2 separate regions of the Mus musculus genome follow, and region 2 is linked to region 1. The links are chromatin contacts, called in public promoter capture Hi-C maps. All regions are on one chromosome and are shown on one strand. The core of a region is the stretch at or near the end of the contact, and the rest is flanking DNA. Distances in the headings are between cores, read along the strand shown.

Region 1 (6,790 bases), core at 2,762-5,261:
CTTCAGAGAGATCTTAATTGGAGACTTCTAGCCTGTACAGCCAGAGGAAATGCATTTCTACTGTATGCAGCAAGCAAGTCTTTGGTAATTCTTACCACAGTGCTCTGAACTTAATATATTATTTGGTCAAGTATACAAAAATACTGTTTAAAAGAATACTTGTGAGTTTTGTTGTTGAATTTCTGCACATCTTTGTTGTCTGTTTCTATTTGAAATACATTTTGTCTTTTCAAGTGTCCAGTAGGCACATGTATCTATTGGCTCTCACAGCCATGAGTGATGGAGCAAATAACCTTAGCCTCTTATCTCTATTTCCCTGTGAAGTGCTTTGAGCCACCCGAGACACTTTTCCACCTGCCAGGATACTCTGGATTCTTCTGTTCTCACAATATCCTGGCACTTTTCCAAAACTGACAGGCGGCTGTAAGAAGATGTTTCAGCTTTAGATTTACCTTTCCTTCTGTGAGTGGTGATCGCAGCAGCAACGCAAAGACAAACAGCATTACCTGGAACCAAGCCATGGCCGAAAGCTATCAAAAACAAAAACAAACAAACAAACAAACAAACAAAAAAATCTCCACTGAAGTCAGTAAAGCAGGAACAAAGGATGGAGGGAATTGGGGGTTCTGAGTTTGCAAAGCACCTGTAACATCAGAGTTCACTCACAGTGTAACAGTTAAAGAGTCACTATGCAGTGCTAATAGAATCACAATGAAACAGCCTTGGCTCTAAAAGGATCATCAACTGAGAATCTTGTAGCTTGCCCTTGGACTTGCACATGCAGAGACTTGGGAATTCCTAGCATCTTCCTGCAAACATCCATTGCCCTTTCTTTAGCTAAAATGTGAAAAAAGAAATCATCTATCTGATTGTGAGAAAGAGGGTTCATTTATCACTGTGTCCCACAGCTCAGCTTCTTATTCTCAATGAGAGCAAGAACTATTCATTTATCTGGACCAGAATTTAGTCAAGGTTTCAGAGTTGGGATTATGTAGATACAAATTACCAAACATCTTAGAAGAGGTTATTTCTATAAGAGAGAAATTAGAAATCGTGTTTATTTTTTTTTCTCATCCTTGTATTATTGTCAAAAGTCCTGGTATAGACAAGCAACAATATAGTCAGTGAATTAAAAGCCTTCTCAACTCAGTTCTGGCTAAGCCCTGACTTAGTCTAAAGACTTTAATATTTATTGTGTTTTAAATAGCCTTCCTGTTCTCCCTCATACTACTTCTTTTAAATTGGATAATACCCTGTGAGTCGTTAGCATAAAACTAAAAGCAGCTCAGTTGAGGAAATACTCATATTCCCAGTCATTACTCACCAATAATGACTTCAAATCCATTGTACATAGTTAAAAACAACAAGAAAACAGTTTCACTTTTGAAAAAGAAATCATTAATCGGGCTTCATGAACCCACTCCGTTTTTAATACTTCTCATGTAATCTCATATATTAAATGATACACATCATTAACATGTTTTCATTTTTCCAATAAACACAGTTCTACTGTGGACATAACAAAAACATGAGAATAAGCTATATGTTTACATATGTAAAAAGTTCATTTACATAAAATTGATATTATTGTTTCTCTAATAGCATTGCAAAAAGAGCTTCATTAATATTCACAGAACAATTTCTCAGCTTTCTAAGCACAGGTAGATTAAGGGTATTAAGGGTAGCTTTTTACTCATGGCAACATGGCAGGATGAAATACTCACATTAGAATGGTCACTTACTGTTGATTTGACAGTTGAAATATCTGCCTTATCTGTGTCAAGAAAGAAGGTGGAGAGAGATGACAGATTATACATCACAACCATCTCTGGACATATTCTGCATCTTGAAGTCAGTCCCAATCAAATCTACCTTGAAATGGTATGGTATTTTTCACACCAACAGGCTCAGATTTCACTGCCAGGTCTTTATTATTTGGTTCATATCTAAACTATGGCCTTTGCTTCCTTACCAGATAATGCCTCCGTGCTGCTGAAATGCTTACAAACATATGGGTGTAGGGGCTTGGAAAGAAAACAATATTTATAAGGAGTCCAGAATTGCCTGAACTTTTGTGAGATGTTCCTTAGTGAAAGAACTGCATACCAGTGAGTAGGATAGAAAAGAATTAGCTGAAATTTATTTAAATACTGTTCTTTATTTCAATGAAATATTGTTACATAAAATAAAATAATAAATTTGTAACAATTATAATGTTTTAGAAAATAGAGCAAACAAATAGCATCTAGACAAAGTATTAATATTTTGAATAATAAAACTTTTAAAATTGAAAAAAGTTCTTAAGCATATTACAATCTAGAGTCTAGATTCTAGACAATGTCTTTGGAAACTTGTGTTTCTGTATTGACTACCCAAGACTATTTAACGCCTCAGAAAATAAATAAAACATATTTTATAACTGAATGCTTTCCTGAATCAACTTTTTATGACTTTTACTTCCTATCTATAGTTTACTGTTAAGATACAGTCTTTGAAATGAGCAAGCTCAGGAAATCTACCACAGCCACTATGTTCTCTTAGACCAAAAAAAAAAAAAAAAAAAAAATGAATTTCTATAGTTTTACTTTGAAAATTCAAAGACAAAATTTTGTAAAACTCCTAACACATACACTATAATGTACATAACCATACATATTCAATAATGATATTTTTATTATCAATTGCAGTACTTAAATTTGGCTAACCCTATCAGATATTTCCATTTTTAAAAAAATGTGATTTGGTTGAAAGTTAATTTCCAAATTGTTTGAAACCTTTTTTTTTTTTTAAATCGTCATTGTGTCACAGTGGGGAAAAAGACAGTATAGTCTAGAAAAGAATCAAGTGCTGAAGGCATGGTCCACCTTAACATAAGGAAAATGAATCAACAGCATCCTTATTCAAAGACACACTCATATTGTTCCAATCCAAACTGCCGTCATCTTTGTTGAGTCCAAGAAAGGATACCTTTGCTGAAAATATATTCAAGGAAAAATATCTTACACATTCCCTCTTTTTTATCTTTATTCTTGAAACTTACATTTATACTTAGGTGAGAAAGTGGCTATCATGCTCTCCTTACTACATATAAATAGAACAATACCTTGTCCTTCCTTCCGATGTTTTAGGATCAGGAGGGCATGCCTCTTCTAAAGTGTGAGGGCTATGGTGTTTCCCTTCTTTGTCCTGGAAGAGGGAAAACAATTTTGGACAACGATGTAAAGACAGCCTTATATTGTCTACACTTTATCACAGACTTACAACCTGTTAGTTAATGTCCTCTTAATTCTTCAATCTTTGATGTCACTATAACCTGCTTTGGGGCACTGATTGTACTTCAGCATTTCCTTCACTGTAAACTAAAAAGCCTGCTTGTTAACAAATTCAGTAATCGCTGTTTGGCTGCCACCCTAAAAAAAAACCTCAGCATGTAGTGAAATATCCTCTTTGATCTAGCACTTCGTGCTTCACATGTTTCAAAAGCTGTTGTCTTTAACTCCAACAATGTTGACTATGTGCATTGGTGTTTGATCAATATAACGTCACATTTTCTATTCCGGAAGTCGATGACAGGATGTTTGGAAGAGCTAATGACCCTAGATCTAATTGATGAAGTCCTGAATAAAAGACTGACATTTTTCATTCGACTGCAGAAAAGTCAGACTTTGAAATTGTTTCAAGCTTCCTCCGTGACTCGGTAGAAATCAAACACACAGGACAATTTCTTAAGGTCAAGAGGAAATCTCTAGTGATTTCTTGCTAGGAAAAGTGAACTAACAGTTGTTCTGGGATCTGCTGACGGCTCCTAACCTCACACATCTTTCTCTGCACTACCTTCACTCATTTTCTCCACCCTGGTCACATCCACTCTCCCAGCCCGCCCTAATATTTACGCTGGTTCAACAGCACAGGTCTTCATGCTGTCAGGAAGGAGCCAGAAAGGGCTCTTGTTGCCCCTCCCCTCGGTGAGCAACGATAACCGCCTCCAGCCGCCACGTGGGGGCGGTGTCACGAGGCTTTATTCTGTCAAAGTAAATGCTCTGCATAGATCTCTCCACCCTTCTCTCAGTCACCGCTGTGTAGGATGCCACGGGAGAACTTCTTTTATATTTACCCCTTTAAAATATAAAGTTATCATTTGTTTTCGCCATTTGTGAGGGGTGCTGGAGTCAGTATCTGTTTACTCAACAGAGAACCAAGAAGAGAAGATAGGAAGTATTTCAGGAGTTTGAAAGCCCAGGGACGTGGATAGAGAAGCAAGCGCTCCCTTTCCAGAATGTCTGAGTGAATGAGCTTCATAATTGAAAACGAAAACCAGAAACGTCTTACTTAAAGGCTTTCTTACATTTTCAGAATCGTGGCAGTCCCAACTGAATCGTGGCCAAAAAAAAAAAAAAAAAAAAAAAAATGCATTCAGTCCCAAAGAGTTAGCATTCTGGTTTTCTGTTTGTTTGTTTGTTTGTTAACTCTCCCTGGTTATCTTTGTTACACACAAGTTTGGTGGTCAGAAAACTCAAGAACGATAGCTGGGTCAGCTTTTTAATACCTGAATTTCCTGACCAAAGATATCTATACTCAGGTCAAAAAGCTAGTTTTCCTTCATTAATGAACACTGTGTGGTCTTCACAGCTGGACTATAAATGATAGATTTAGTGGATAGAAAGGGGGAGGGTTAGCTCATTGCTGAAAAGAAGAGTTAGAAGATCTCCAATTAAGCTCCCTCACCCATAGAGGAATTTTGACGTCTAGATCAATATGATAGTTATGTGACAATAGTGATAAAAGTGTAATCATAATGCAAGATGAAGACAGCGTATTTCAAGCAATGTCAAATCACCCAGACCACTTCACAAAGCCATAATCATCCCTGAGCACAGTTAGGCAAAGAAAACTTTTATGTATTTTTTCTTGGCTAGTGTGTTTACAGCTGCTCACAGTATACATGTTTCCCTCTGCCATTTGATTATTAGAGGTTTTTTACTATTTGAGACCCAACAAAAGGCTTCTTTAACATATAAACAAAGATTCTCAATCTGTGATCTGGTGATATAATAATTATGTTGGTATTGTGTTGTCTCCCAAGTTGGTTCCATTTTCTTTCTTTCCTCACTATGGCTTTAATGTTATCAAACTTCAACTGAACTCATACTACAAAGCAGATGCTGTGACGTATTAGGAAGTCATGAGAACAAATAAAATATGATGTCTGCCCTTATAGCAGTGGTTTTCTGTAATACTACTGTACAATAGTATCACATGCTGTGGTGACCCCCCCCAAGCATAAACTTGTTTCATTACTACTTCATAACTTTAATTTTGGTACTGTTATGAATCATAATGTAAATATCTGGTATGCAGGACCTCTGATAGGTGACTCCTGTAAAATGGTCATTCAAGACGTCACAACCAACAGGTTGAGAACTGCTACTTTTGTATGTTCTAAGGTATGGACATGCTATTAATTATTAATAATTGTGTAAAATGTGTTTCAAAGACAGGTAGTAGACCTTAGAAACATAGAAATGACAGCTAATTGTCTGTGAATTACAAGGACAGGTTCCCAAGGGAAGTATAGAAAAGGACCTGGGTCTTTAATAGACCAAGATCTGTTACTGACCTGAAAAGTCAAAAGCTTTGACTGAAAGAAAATCATAAGACGCAGGAATGTGAACATTTCCTTGCATCTGAACTTTAGAATCTAAGGTCAGAAACCAAGTTTAAAAGACTGCAAAAAGATATCCATGACGTGCTGGAGGTCTTTACTATATTAAGTGCTTAATAAGTAACAAATAGGGCCTAAGCCACAGCAGCAGCGGTCGCCATCTTGGTCCCAGACCCGCCGAACTTAGGAAATTAGTCTGAACAGGTGAGAGGGTGCGCCAGAGAACCTGACAGCTTCTGGAACAGGCAGAAGCACAGAGGCGCTGAGGCAGCACCCTGTGTGGGCCGGGGACAGCCGGCCACCTTCCGGACCGGAGGACAGGTGCCCACCCGGCTGGGGAGGCGGCCTAAGCCACAGCAGCAGCGGTCGCCATCTTGGTCCCGGGACTCCAAGGAACTTAGGAATTTAGTCTGCTTAGGTGAGAGTCTGTACCACCTGGGAACTGCCAAAGCAACACAGTGTCTGAGAAAGGTCCTGTTTTGGGCCTTCTTCTTCGGCCAGGAGGAGGTCCAAATACAAGATATCTGCGCACCTTCCCTGTAAGAGAGCTTGCCAGCAGAGAGTGCTCTGAGCACTGAAACTCAGAGGAGAGAATCTGTCTCCCAGGTCTGCTGATAGACGGTAACAGAATCACCAGAAGAACAATCTCTAAACAGAGTCAACTATAACTACTAACTCCAGAGATTACCAGATGGCGAAAGGTAAACGGAGGAATCTTACTAACAGGAACCAAGACCACTCACCATCACCAGAACCCAGCACACCCACTTCGCCCAGTCCAGGGAACCCCAACACACCTGAGAACCTAGACCTAGATTTAAAAGCATATCTCATGATGATGGTAGAGGACATCAAGAAGGACTTTAATAAATCACTTAAAGAAATACAGGAGAACACTGCTAAAGAGTTACAAGTCCTTAAAGAAAAACAGGAAAACACAATCAAACAGGTAGAAGTCCTTACAGAAAAAGAGGAAAAAACATACAAACAGGTGATGGAAATGAACAAAACCATACTAGACCTAAAAAGGGAAGTAGACACAATAAAGAAAACTCAAAGCGAGGCAACACTAGAGATAGAAACCCTAGGAAAGAAATCTGGAACCATAGATTTGAGCATCAGCAACAG
Region 2 (6,790 bases), core at 2,075-4,574, 2.2 Mb after region 1:
CTTACACTTGTATTCATTTATGTATTATGCATGTGTTCTTTTTAGAGATCTATTATAGGTGTATGAATGTTTTGCCCACATCCGTGTACATGCAGGACATGTGTATCTGATGCCTGAGAGAGTTAGAGGAGAGGGCATCAGGTCCCCTGGAACTGGATTTACAGACAGTTGTGAGCAGCCACGAGAGTGATGGAGACTGAGCCTGTGTCCTCTACAAGAGCAGTTACTGCTTTTAACCACTCAGCCTCGCCCCGCTACGCGTGGATTTTTAAGTAAACACGAAATAAACTTTTCCTTTCGCCTTTTCAAACTCACTTTGTCTTATTTATGCCTCTTCCCTCTTTTCCCTCTATTTTATTCTTCCCCCTCCCATTAAAGCCCCACCCCCTTTTCTATTCCCCCCTCCCTTTTTGCTAGGACACAGCAAGTGCTCTTAACTGAGGAGCAGTCTCTCTAGAACCCCCGCCCACGCCACACATCTTTTAGAGCTGAAAATTTCCTACAGCTTCCGAAAGGAAGAATCAGGATAGAGTTTAGAAATATAACCAACAGAGGAGAAGATGGCAAAACTACTGCTGCCTTCAGCACAGAGAGGCTTTACCTAGAAAATGGGGGGGGAAATGGAAACATGGAAAAATGCATTGATTGGAAATATACCGAGGACATGGGAAGTTTTAAGGGTGATGAGCTTGAGGCGAGGAAACCAGATTTGTACAGTTTTGGAAGAAACATGCAAAGTTTAAATTCGGCTGGGGATCAGAGGCAGTTATTTTATGGCAAAGATGAGATTGGTTTTGTCCAGCTTGGCCTCATTTGTACCTCTCCATTTTAGCTATAGTCACATCTTATTAATACTTACCTCACTCTTTGGAGCTTAGGCAGAAAATCCATTATTTATGGTTGAGTATTCACCATTTATGTGTAAGTAAGGACATCTGTATGCCATTGAATATGTGGTTGTGAAGTAATTAAAACAGTTTACAGTGTAAAATGAAAGACATTTCTCTATTTTAAACATGCAATAGAGAAATGGCATTTTATATATTGTTTAGAAAGATTTATTTATTTATTTAATGTATGTGGGTACACACTGTAGCTGTACAGATGGTTGTGAGCCTTCATCTGGTTGTTGGGAATTGAATTTAGGACCTCTGCTCGCTCCAGCCAACCCCATTTGCTCTGGTTGGCCCCACTTGCTCCATCCCAAAGATTTATCTATTATTATAAATAAGTACACTGTAGCTGTCTTCAGACACACCAGAAGAGGGCGTCAGATCTCATTATGGATGGTTGTGAGCCACCATGTGGTTGCTGGGATTTGAACTTAGGACCTTCGGATGAGCAGTCAGTGCTCTTACCTGCTGAGTGCTGAGTCATCTCACCAGCATTTTATATTCTAACTAGATTCAATAGACACTTTTGTTTTGTTTTGTTTTGTTTGTTTTTTGTTTGTGATGAAGAATACTAAGGGGTTTTTACTTAGTTAGCAGTAAGCAAGATGAACTGAATATATTGTATCAAGAGGCATCGAGATTGCATGGCTGTAACTCAGGTGGTGATGAAGGAGGATAACCATCCCCTGGAGGCTAACCTGAGCTACACAGCAAGACCCAACCCAAAAGCAGCCAGCCAACCAAACCAAACTCAAACCCAAAGGCCCGTGAAAAATTGAATTCTGATGATTAGTGCCCCATAAGGACCTTATGGAACATGAAAACAATAGGAAGAACAAAGAGAACGAGCAGGTCAGAACCACACTTACCCAAATTAAAGTCTCCCAGCTTGGAAGATCAAATCATACATTACCTCAAGTAACTCATATTTGTCTGCAAGGTGTCAGCTGACCCCTTTTCTTTAATATCTCACTTCCCACCCCCACCCCCTTTTAAACAGAAAGACCTTTGATTGTGGTGGCCAATAATTTGAAGTTTTGAAGAATTAATTGGCCCTATTATACATGAAGACATAGTAATCCCCCTTCACTTTTGGAAGCCTCGGAGAGAGTTTGAGAATTTCAAGTTGAAATATCACCCCCTTTCACAAAATTCTGTATTTAAGGATAGTATTTTTCAGAATTTAAAAAAATTTTTTACTGGAAACTTAATATTACAGCATTCCCCTTCAGGGTTTATGGTCAAGCTTTTTTAAATATATGTTTTATTTCTTTAACTGGCAGATGTTTGAAAGATGAGAGTAGGATTAATCCTCATATTAATTTTTAAATACATCTCATTCTTCCAAAGAATGCCGAGAAAAAGAACCAACTCTCCATGTAGTAACTGGCAAGGAAGGAAATAGGGCTCCTACCATGGCAACTCCCTGTCAGGGATGCTTAGTGTTGTTTCTGTCCAGGTTCCTCACTGCTGAGAACAAATAGCCAACAATACTGAGAGACGGGGAGGTTTCTTCTGGCTAACAGTTTCAGGGATACAGTTATTGCAGGAGAGGAGAGGAGAGGAGAGGAGAGGAGAGGAGAGGAGAGGAGAGGAGAGGAGAGGAGAGGAGAGGAGAGGAGAGGAGAGGAGGCAGCTGGTTAAACCGGGTCTGCAGTCAGGAAGCAGGGGAGCCACACATAAATGCCGAGACTACACTTGCTTTTTCCTTTTGCTCCACTGTGAGAACACAGCAGACCTCAAAACACAGCAGTTTGGGAACCAACACACACGTCTCTTTGTGTCTGGCAATTGATGTAAGCTCCATGGTTTTTGCTTTTTTTCTAGCTCCTTTAATTGATTGATTGATTGATTGATTGATTGATTGATTTCTGAGACTGGATTTTGCTCTGTAAGCCAGGCTTGTGTAGAACTCCAATTTTGGCTGGCCTGGAATTGGAGAAGTTCATATTCTCATTATACAGAGTGCTTAATGGCACCGTTATGCTCAGGTCATTCATTCATTCATTCATTCATTCATGCATGCATGCATGCATGCATGCATGAGATAGGAGTTTTCTGTGTAGCTCAGAATTTCCCTCCAACTTCAAATTCTCCTTCCTCAGCTTTCCTGGCAATGAAAATACAGGCCTGCGCCATTATGCGCAAGTTATATTGGCTGTTGTTAATATTTATGTTAGGAAAAGAAAATAGTCTCTGTTTTACATACAATCTACTTGGAATCATTTTTTTTTTTTAAAGTTAAGTCGGGGTGAGGGGTGTGTGCAGGTTAACAAGCAAACGCAATTCCTCCAGCTAACGCCAAGGGGCACCCTCTCCTTCCCCTCGGTTTCTGGAGCGCCTTGAGTTCTTTCCATCTGCACAAAGAGCCCGGCCTCCTCCCGGGTGACATCACAAAGGGTCGTTCTCCGCCCCTTCGGCGCCACCACGTGTGTCCCCGAGCTGAGTGGCCATCCGACTCAGTCCCTCGCCGGCCGGTCTAGGCAGCGGAGGAGGCGAGTGCTTGATAGTGGCTGGAAGCTTCGCTATGGGAAGTCGCTCTTTAGCACTGTCGCGGCTAGCCCTGCTCTCTGGTTCTCCGCAGCCGCTGTCGTTGGAGAGCACCGGGAGGCGCGGGTTGCGAGCGCGCCTGCTTCTCACCGCCCGGGCGCCAGCGCCCCTGGGCAGGTGCTGAGCGCCTTTCGGAGCCTCCCCTGCTGCCTCCCTCTTCCGCCTGGGTGCCTGGCTGCTGCAGTGCACATGGGCTGCTGGAGGTAGATGGGCTCACCGCCCGTGAGGCGGCGGTGGATGCGGCGCTGGGCAGAAACAGCCACCAATTCCAGCTGCCGTGGGGCCGAGCGCCCCGGGCGCCGCTGCGAGCCCCGAGCTCGGCCATGGGGACCCGGGCAAGCAGCATCACCGCCCTCGCCTCTTGCAGCCGCACCGCCGGCCAAGTCGGAGCCACGATGGTCGCCGGCTCTCTTCTCCTGGTGAGCGATAGGAGGGGACCCTAGGGTGGCGGCTACGTTCGAGCCTGTGTCCGGGAGCCGGGCGGGTCCTCGGGCCCGTAGTGCCGGAGGCGCGCGGTGGGACCAGACGGGTTGGAAGGGTTGGTTACAAGGCAATAGCCAGACCGAGGAGGACTCCTACTAGATCGTGTGTGTGTGTGTGTGTGTGTGTGTGTGTGTGTGTGTGTGTGTGGTGAGCTAAGGCTAGTGAGTGTTAAAGAATTATTTTTCTTGCAATCTGGCTGCTTGAAGGAGGCGCGAGAGGTGTCCGCCTCGAGGTCCTGCGCATTTTTGGGTTTTTGCCCCCGACTCGGCCTATCTCGCACCCCAACACCCAGCCTCACCCCAATATCATTCGCTGCCAGACCCTCGGCGCGGTGCGAGGCCCGAGTAGTCCTGTCAGTAGCCAGCTGCCGGTTGTGGCCGCTCCTTTGTCGCTACTGCAATGTCATGTCCGGATGCTACCGCAGTGGAGACAGCCGGATCGGTGCGCTCCGGACGCGAGCAACCGCTGCATGCTTCCGCGCGCGAAGCTTTCCGGAGTAGGGCGCAGGCCACCCCTTGCTTCAGCTTCCTTGCTTCTCTCCTCCCTCTTAGTTCAGATGGGTCCTGATTTCTGCAAGCCAAAAGAAGAAGAAGAAGAAGGAGCCCGGGTGGGTGGTGGGGGTGGGGTGGGAGGGGGAGGAGGAGAAGAAGGACCCAGAGACCCAGGCGCCTCTAAAGCACAGGCTTGGAGCCAACCGGCGCTGTGGCTCTCAGTCGAGGGGGAGGGGAAAGAGCTACATAAAGGACGATTAATTTTCCCCATCCTTTTCTTATTTCTCCCTTTCTGTGTTTAGACATGTCACCAAGCAAGATGATGCAGGCTCTCTCAGCACCCAAATCTGGGGCGTGCCCGGATTGCAATCCTCCATCACTTTATCTGATCAAAACCTGACATCATCCCTTATCCAAAACTTACCCCCAGCTGGCCCTTTATTTCCAATATTGGGGCCAAGTGGGGAATTAGGTGGAAGAAAATTTGAATTCAAACCCTTGAGATGCTATAAACCAATCATGTCTTTCATCCCTGCAGGGAGGATGAAGGTTGTTAGCTAAAAACTAAACAAAAACAAAAAAGAGCTTGTTTTCATGGTTGGGCTGTGTAAGGGAAGGCAGGCCTCTTGTCTCCTTCCTCTAAAGGGCTTACTGCCTGGCCAGCCAAGATCTACTGCTTCCATCCCAAGGCATGACAGTTGCTATGGCCTGGGAATTCATTCTACAGACATTCTGGTTCTCTCTGTCTCTCTCTGTCTCTCTCTCTGGCTGACTCTCTTTCTGTGTGTGTGTGTGTGTGTGTGTGTGTGTGTGTGTGTGTGTGTGTGTGTGTGTGTGTGTGTTTAGGGAGAGAGAGAGAGAGAGAGAGAGAGAGAGAGAGAGAGAGAGAGAGAGAGAGGGCTAAAGAAAGTTTGTTGTTCTTAGCATTTATGAGGTAAATCTCAGTGTCCCTTGAGAGACGCTTTTCTGTCTTTTTATAACAATGGCAAAGTCCAAGCCCTTTAAACAAGTGTGGATAGTAAATAATCAGAGAGTCTTTGGGACCGTGGACTTGAATTGACAGTCTTAGATTGAACGAGTTCAAGGAAGCACTGATCCTAATGACCTGAGTTAGGTCCCTTGCTGAGTTCCCTCCAAAGGTCTTAGACCTGCTTCCGTGATGAGCATATACTGCCGTGTGTCCCTGCTCCACACAGATACAATCCTTATACAATACTTATAGATCAGTCCACTCAAATCCAATCTAAAGTTAGTGCTCAATGTATAGTCGTAATCTGGAATTATTTTTTAACTTTTAGCCTGATATATAGGTCCTTGAAGGTCTCAGCATAGTAAAACCATATGCTTTAAGTAACCAAGAAAGGGCCTAGTTCTTTTTATTAAATGATCAAACTCAATGTACCCACAGATTGCACCCAGATTTGCAACTGATGACCTACAGTATAAGTTTGACAGTTTGATGAAGTTTATGAAAGGTATTTTAGAGACAATCTCAAGGTGACGATGCTACAGGGTTCCTTGATTTCCTGGTAACTATGGCAAAAGGGCTTTCTTTAAATTGATGGAGTAGGAGGAGGGTGAGCTGACCATCCTGGAGTGTGGGAATACTCCAGGAAACATCAGGAGCTATGCAATGACCTTCTCCATCCCCACTTTGGACGGTCCAGTCATCAGGACGGGCCCTGTTTCTGTATACAACAGTGATCTGGTGACTCTGTTCTCAGGAGAATTGGTCCCATTGGTAATCTTGGCCACATTAACAGCAGACACCAGGTAGGACAGCTCAAGTAAACATGGTGTGAGGTACCTAGAAGAATAATGGGGGATACAGGAAGGTTAATGCTATGTATATACAGGGTGGTTAGATAAAGAAATAATGATGGCTTCCAATTGCCCTTCTCTCATTTTTTTTTCATAGCAGTCTTTGTTGTTTTTTGTGGCTCTTTTTTTTTTCTATCAGCATGAAGAGCTTACTATAGGCTCTGATATGTATGCCTATCATATGAACTTGTCAAAAGAGCAGCGAGCTAATTTATACAGAATATGCCACTATCCCTGTCAAACGGGTGTCACCTCCATTCTACGGATGAGAAAATAGTCTCCAAGAATCTTACTGGTCTGTTGTAGTATGTGGTGACTCTGGGCTGGAACTCCTTGGCTCCTACTCTCTCTCACCCACGTACCACACTGCCCGTTTCACAACTTCAAGTTGTTTGGTGAGTGTAAGGACAGAGAAGGACTGCTGGCAGGTAGCTGAGACGGTGGCTTGATTAATTGGGGAATATAAGTGAGACGTTCACAAGGACCTTTGGAGTGAGTCAGTCTAGTTGCTGGCATTTCTATTGCTGATGTGTTGATGTGACCGTGTCATGT

What was found. Promoter capture Hi-C pulls out the DNA fragments that hold promoters and counts their contacts.
Region 2: a contact with region 1 is called in a promoter capture Hi-C map of the C10 cell line, with 17 times the contacts expected there. The contact joins the promoter of Tnfrsf21 here to the promoter of Crisp2 in region 1. A contact is called at or near these places in 2 of 39 promoter capture datasets (the C10 cell line and cranial neural crest) and 2 of 115 datasets of contacts at active chromatin or transcription factors (fetal liver and large pre-B cells).

Annotation. Positions count from the first base shown.
Region 1 is chr17:40,790,135-40,796,924 of GRCm38.p6, forward strand. It overlaps Crisp2 (cysteine-rich secretory protein 2), which reads right to left and starts at 4,012. Exons shown (of 10, transcript NM_001204071.1): 1 at 3,894-4,012; 2 at 3,104-3,186; 3 at 1,743-1,774; 4 at 453-530. The coding sequence starts at 521.
Region 2 is chr17:43,013,231-43,020,020 of GRCm38.p6, forward strand. It overlaps Tnfrsf21 (tumor necrosis factor receptor superfamily, member 21), which reads left to right and starts at 3,325. Exons shown (of 6, transcript NM_178589.3): 1 at 3,325-3,862. The coding sequence starts at 3,767.